2 separate regions of the Mus musculus genome follow, and region 1 is linked to region 2. The links are chromatin contacts, called in public HiChIP or PLAC-seq maps. All regions are on one chromosome and are shown on one strand. Each heading gives the region's core, a stretch centred on a gene start, on an enhancer-like site or on the middle of the called end of the contact. The rest is flanking DNA. Distances are from core to core; before and after follow the strand shown.

The links. HiChIP or PLAC-seq counts read pairs in DNA pulled down with a chosen protein or histone mark.
Region 1: a contact with region 2 is called in an H3K4me3 HiChIP or PLAC-seq map of the 230-238 cell line, with 5 times the contacts expected there. The contact joins two enhancer-like sites. A contact is called at or near these places in 1 of 15 datasets of contacts at CTCF or cohesin (pro-B cells), 5 of 484 Hi-C or Micro-C datasets (Sertoli cells, cerebellum, cerebral cortex and 1 more) and 3 of 115 datasets of contacts at active chromatin or transcription factors (the 230-238 cell line, astrocytes and large pre-B cells).

Annotation. Positions count from the first base shown.
Region 1 is chr19:50,359,612-50,363,049 of GRCm38.p6, forward strand. All of the region lies in intron 3 of Sorcs1 (sortilin-related VPS10 domain containing receptor 1), which reads right to left. Among named protein-coding and RNA genes, the nearest start is that of Gm26629, 320 kb to the right of the region's middle. Within about 2 kb of position 1,285, at least 8 of the 459 cell types and tissues checked have an H3K27ac peak or open chromatin away from gene starts, as enhancers often do. A contact at or near this core is called in the 230-238 cell line, where this site is marked.
Region 2 is chr19:50,268,764-50,272,224 of GRCm38.p6, forward strand. All of the region lies in intron 6 of Sorcs1 (sortilin-related VPS10 domain containing receptor 1), which reads right to left. Among named protein-coding and RNA genes, the nearest start is that of Gm26629, 410 kb to the right of the region's middle. Within about 2 kb of position 1,703, at least 9 of the 459 cell types and tissues checked have an H3K27ac peak or open chromatin away from gene starts, as enhancers often do. A contact at or near this core is called in the 230-238 cell line, where this site is marked.

The sequences.
Region 1 (3,438 bases), core at 35-2,534, 90 kb after region 2:
AAAATAATGAGAGACAAGAAAGCCTGCATTTTCTCCTTTTCTAGATGACATGAGTTCTAGATTCCAACACAACCTCTGAGATAAAATACAAGCTACTATGCAAATGAGAAGAAAAAAAAAGTAATTCAAATCTCTTCACGTAGTCCTCCATGCTTGGGCTTTGGAGTATAGACTTTATAGTTCATCTTAGCCTGTCCTAAGATCTTTTGTCTCCAGCAGTTGTGCTCTTTTCCCTATAATAACATGAATAAGCTAGGTTCTGTGGATAGATAATCCTTCTTGACTACTATACTATGAGAGCTTCATTAGAAGACATACCAGAATAAACATTCAGTTTATTTTGTAAAGGCGATATTTGAAAGAGCAAAAAATCTGTGCTCGTAATAATCTCACAGTATACTCAGGGTTTAGCTATGGTGTGATTTGCCCCAACAGGACTGGAATTTGAAAGATGGCCACAGCAGAACTTAACCTTTGAAATTAGGGGGACTTAGAAGAGTCTGCTGACTTTGCACATCAATGGAGAAGTTTGCACATAACAAGGTAGCCTGTGGCGATCCAGACTCATGGCATCTGCTAAATGACTTTACCCTCTTTTGACTTTTGACCCCCAAAGTATATATATTTCTTGTTATATGTGCTATTTTATTTAATGACCATTATTCACACCATGATGTCTTCCACACAGCACAGAGAAGTCCACCCACCAGCTCCTGCACTGAGAGTGCTGGCTAGGATCTACATGGGGGAGCATCATCTGGGAGCACTGAGCTGGGATCTACAAGGAGGTGCATCATCTGGGAGCACAGCACTGGGACTTTCATGGGGAGCATCATCTGGGAGCACTGGGACTTTCATGTGGAGCATCATCTGGGAGCACAGCACTGGGACTTTCATGGGGAGCATCATCTGGGAGCACTGAGCTGGGATCTACATGGAGGTGCATCATCTGGGAGCACAGTGCTGGGACTTTCATGGAGAGTATCAACTGGGAGCACTGAGCTGGGACTTTCATGGGGAGCATCACCATCTCACAAACCTTCCCACTTTCCCCAGTGCAGGAGGAGAACGTTTCCTTCTTCCACCATTCACTCAGACCCTTTCTATCCCAAATAACATTTTCCGCACCATGTTTTGGTCTGGTTGTTGCAAAATTTTAAAGTTCAGACAAAAGACTAAAAGGAAATAGAAAGAATAGAAAACTTGTTCAGAGAAAAGCAAGAGGGTCTCAAAGCAGCTTTCCGCTTCACTGCCAGTGGTAAAACAACACAGCGTGAGGTTCCAGGAAAGTCATGGGTTTGGTTTGCACTGTCTTGGCCTGGCCTTTCTTTTTTCTATCCCAAATAGTCAGTCTCTCTCTCTCTCTCCCTCCCTCCCCCTCCCCCTCTCTCCCTCCCCCTCCACCCCTCCCCCTCCCCCTCTCCCTCTTTCTCTCACATGCACACTTGAGCTCCAGTTGAGCTCTTGTGTTCCTCTCATTCTGGCATGCTCCTTCCCTACCTCTCTCTCATCTGCTGCTGGCATACATATATAATATAGGAATAAAATAATGGACTTAGAATAAAGCTCAGTGTTTAGAATGCTTGCCTAGTTTTTAAGAAGACTAAAGATCAATAAACAGAATATCAAAAATCAAGCATAATAAAAATAAATTACAGATGCCTTCGTTCACATAAAAAGTCCTAGACAAAAAAAAAAAAAAAATCTCCTCCAGGCTCACAGGCATTGGAAGTGAAGTTTGATCTTGTGTGCAGGGGCAGGAAGTGCTAGCGATGAAGGAACTGGCTTTTTTCCCCCCTTGGCTGAGATGCTCTGTAGCCAGACTGCCCTTTTGAGAAGCCAGCATGATCAGGCTGCTCTGGTCTCCTAGGAATACTTCCTCATCATGCCAGGCTCTCTCTGCTGGCCGTGTTTAATCCCACTTGTCTCTGAAGAAACTTGAAAGATACAACAGCCAAATTGCAAACAGGAAAAGAGTGACAGCCCAGCTTTGGCAACACTAGGGCAGAGGGAGGCTGAACCACTGAGTACAAAGAGAAAGGTTGATGGAGCATTGGGTGGTATCAAGCCATTCATTTCCACTACAGCCACCTCTCTCCTCCATATACATATACCTCTCATTAGCTCTCCTCCACTGGAAACACCCTCAGAGTCTACTGTGACTCTGCTTCTCTGAGAAGGGGAAAGAAACTTTATCGCCACAATCATGTATATGTGTTCTCACTCATGAGGTACTTCTGCTGTTGGTGGTTGTGTTTGTTACTTTAATTTCAGACAGATCTCCTGTTTGTGGTTGAGCTAGGAGAAGCAATATGGTTGAGGACTAAAAGGCACCTATGATGAATACCATGTTTGCATCACTGGAAGGTGATGGGAAGATTCAAATTCAGACATAGTTTACTGACTGTATAAATTGGTTTTTCACTCATCATCAAGATAAAATTTTAAGCCAGACATAATAACCCATGTCTTTCATCCAAGCATTTGTGAGGCAAATACGGAGAGATCTCTGTTAGATGGAGGCTAGCCGGGCTAACACAGAAAGTGTCAGACCAGCCAAGACTATCTAACTAGAACTTATCTCAAATAATAAAATAAAGAAGCTTCGAGGTGAACTTGAACCTCTCCCTTCTTAGTCAAGTAAGTGAGGAGGGTGGAGAGGGTCTTAGACTCGTAACATGAACTTACCTCAGAGACTGGAGATACTGAGGGGAGAGGGGACCAACAGCACAAGGTAGGGGTGGCTCATGGAGGAAGAGCAACAGAAAAAAATCTATGTGGGAAAGGTTACAATGAAACCCAGTATTCTGTAGGCTTGTTAGAAAAAAAAATAGTTAATGAAAGTTGCTTTTCTCTGGAGCTGGACTAAAGTCCTGGGCTTAGTCCCAGCATGGTAAAACCAAGCCAAATTTAATAAAAATAAGCAGAAATATCAACAACTGTAAAAAAAACATTATTCTTAACAGTCTGCACTTAAAGGAATGATAACCCTTTTTTTTTTTTTTTACTAATTTCCCAGTGCCTTGCTTTAGAGTTTTGTTCTCAAATCTGTTTTCTTTCTTTCTTCTTCTTTTTTTAAATCGCTGCATGTGTTTTGTATTGTTCAAGTTTCTCTCTCAAGGGCTCTCTGAATAGCTGCCTCTAATAAGCCTGGGTGGGAAGCCCGTGTTTCAAACCAAGACACAGCCACTTGCTGTGCGGAGGAATGACGTGAGAGCCCCGAGATAATGGAGCAGACCTTTCAGGGTACAACATTCCAGGAGGCCCTCCTCCCTGGACTGAACAAATAAATGCCTTTGGAAACGCTGCAGTTCTACCCTTCCTGGGCTCTGCACAGTTGAATTGCTTGTAAGCATTCTTTGCCATATAGTGACTATTCATCTCAGCGTCTTCCTTTCTTCTTTCCTTCCTCCATTTCTTCTCTTCTTCCTTCTTTCC
Region 2 (3,461 bases), core at 453-2,952:
TGATCAGATAGAACAAAGCAAGAGGCATCCTATTACTTAACATTTACAGCAATTGTAGTAATAATAATAAAAGAAAAACCCACTGTATTGGGATATACTTGTAGTAAATAATGATATAGAATACTAGTCCCATGCAAGAAAATACCACAGACTCATGTGTCAATGATCTTGAACAAAGAAAACAAAAATAGACAAGAGAGAAGGGATGGTCTCTAAGTAGTGGAATATTCAAGTTCAGAAAGATAAAAATCAGATTTTTGTTTCATATCACATATAAATAGCAACTCAAAGTTTATTGAAGATTTTTTTAATAATAAAACACTGTGTTTATTCAAATATCATGCCTAGCTCCTAACACATTTGGTCCCAGACTAATCACTTCATTCCACAGCATCCCCATTACCTTCTTTTCTTTTTTTTTCTTTTAGAAGTTTTGTTTTTTTAATTAGGTATTTTCTTCATTTACATTTCAAATGCTATCCCTAAAGTCCCCCATACCCCTGCCCCACTCCTCTACCCACCCACTCCCACTTCTTGGCCCTGGCATTCCCCTGTACTGAGGCATATAAAGTTTGCAAGACCAAGGTGCCTCTTTTCTTAATGATGGCTGACTAGGCCATCTTCTGCTACATATGCAGCTAGAGACACGAGCTCTGGGGGTACAGGTTAGTTCATATTGTTTTTTCCACCTATAGGGTTGAAGACCCCTTTAGATTCTTGTACTTTCTCTAGCTCCTCCATTGGGGACCAAAGCTTCTGTAAGGTAAAAGACACTGCCAATAAGACAAAAAGGCGACCAACAGATTGAGAGAGGATCTTTACCAATCCTAAATCAAATAGGGTACTAATATCCAAAATATATAAAGAACTCAAGAAGATAGACTCCAGAAAATCAAATAACCCTGTCAAAAAATGGGGCTCAGAGCTAAACAAAGAATTCTCACCTGAGGAATACTAAATGGCTGAGAAGCACTTGGAAAAAATGTTCAGTATCCTTAATCATCAGGGAAATGCAAATCAAAACAACCCTGAGAGTCCACCTCACACTAGTCAGAATGGCTAAGATAAAAAATTCAGGTGAGGATGTGGAGAAAGAGGAACACTCCTCCATTGCTGGTGGGATTGCAGGCTTGTACAACCACTCGGGAAATCAGTCTGGCGGTTCCTCAGAAAATTGGACATAGTACTATCGGAGGATCCAGCAATAACTCTCCTGGGCATATATCCAGAAGATGTCCCAACCGGTAAGAAGGAAACATGCTCCACTATGTTCATAGCAGCCTTATTTATAACAGCCAGAAGCTGGAAAGAACCCAGATGCCCCTCAACAGAGAAATGGATACAGAAAATGTGGTACATTTACACAATGAAGTACTACTCAGCTATTTAAAACAATGAATTTATGAAATTCCTAGGCAAATGGATGGACCTGGAGGGTATCATCCTGAGTGAAGATTTCAATGTTAGTACTGATGTTGGAGTCCACCAAAAGACCCTCATTCACAAAGATTACAGAGACTGCCATCACTGCAAACTGAAAGAGGATTTTTATTGATCCAATGCATTGGGACCCCCCCCCCCCAGCATTCAGGCAAGAGGAGAGACTCCTAACAAACAAAGAAAACACTTTTTATACCGTGTAAGGGGCAGATTCAGGCAACAGGGCTAGCTGGCTGATTCTAATTTGTGTAGCAAGTAACCTTTTCAGGCATTGGTTGGTTTGTACCTTTGGCCTAGTGACTCACTCTGCCTGCCCTTATGGTGGGTTATTCAACAAAGCAGCAGTACATTTTGAAGTTATGGTTCAGCTATTAACATCACAACTATTAACGTCATGGGGAATTCTAGAGACAAGGTCGGGGCAGTTTGTGGTTTTTCTCAGAATTCAGTGTGGGGCAGGGTAGGAGAATTTTTCTGGGAACTGCTAATCTTGTTGTGGAAGCTGCAGGCTTAGTCTGGTCTTTTTGACCCCTATACTATATAGTTTGGAAAGTCCCTTCAGAGGGGGAAAGGGCTAGGTAGTCTTGAATTTATTTTGGGTTCTACACTGATACAATAAAAATACTAGAAGAAACTACAGGTGTAGATTTTAATCCAGCAACATGGCTATTCTGGTAAGGGAATCACATCCAAAGACCTAGGTTTATGTGTTCTAGCTGGAATGCAGACATGCCAACCTTTAATCCCTCCAGTTGAAATACAGACACTCCCTTAGTACACACCTTTAAGGTAAAATTAGTTTGTAGAAAGAAGAAGCTTAGTTTGAAAGTAATTTTTAACTGAGGGACAGACAAGATGATGAGTAGAATAGGCCCAACTTTCACATGAACAGTACAGAAAAGATCAGTGCGGGGAGAGAAGATCAGTCGATTGGGAGTTACTGCAGTGAGTGCTGTTCAGTGGAGAGCAGTTAATTTCGTGAGTCCCTGAAGCTCAGCGCAAGTCAGCAGAGGCAGATGAAGCTAGAAAATAGAAGGAGCCAGAAAATCAGAACAAATTTCCAGAGTTCATTTGAGGCCAAGCAGAGCAATTCAATAAGAGACTGAGAGAAGCCAGGTTGATTCAGTCAGCTTGGAGAAGAGTTGGAGCCAGAAGAGCTGAGGTGAACCAGCCAGCCAGAGTTCAGAACGAACTAGAGAGGATGAGCTTATTCAGCAGTAAGCCTCTGAGGTGACAATTACATCTGGATAATGAAAGATATATTTACAACAGGGATTTTTGTTTGTTTGTTTGTTTGTTTGTTTACACCATTAGTCTGAGCATAGATTTTTCCAAAGCCAAAAAGAAATCATAGAACTGCAAAAAACCAGAAAGCCTCTCTATGTTAGAGAGAATAACAGCTACTGTAAGAAATAAGTTAAAGCCTGAAAGAAAATATTTACAAACCATACATCTGATAAAGAGCAAATAGTGAAACTCTGTGTAGGTGTCCCTTCAATAATAAGAAAGCAAATAACCAAGAAAGAGGCAGCAAGGGATACCTGTGCTTAGCCTACTCTTTCCTTGTTATGTACTAAGGGAGTCCTGTCAGGGGACAAGTGACAATAGAAGTGATCCAGTCTTCAACCTTAGAGTCACTGGGGGTGGACTTTGAGATTTTTAAAATTCAGTATCAAGGACAAAATCAATCTCTCTCTCTCTCTCTCTCTCTCTCTCTCTCTCTCTCCATCTCTGTCTATCTGCCTCTTTCTCTGTCTCTCACTCTCTCCCTCTCCCTCTCCCATTGCCTCCTGCTTGTGTATCAGTTGTAAGTGCTCAGCTTCTGATCTTACATCATGTCTGCCTTCCTGCCACCATGCTCCCCACCATGATGGTCATGGACTCACCTCCAACAGCAAGGCTACATGTCTTAATCCTTCTAAGATTGTTCTACTAACTAAGACCAAACATTCAAATATATGAGCCGATGAGGAACATTCTCATTCAAACTACCACGGGCAGCATGTCCTTGGTAAGAGTTA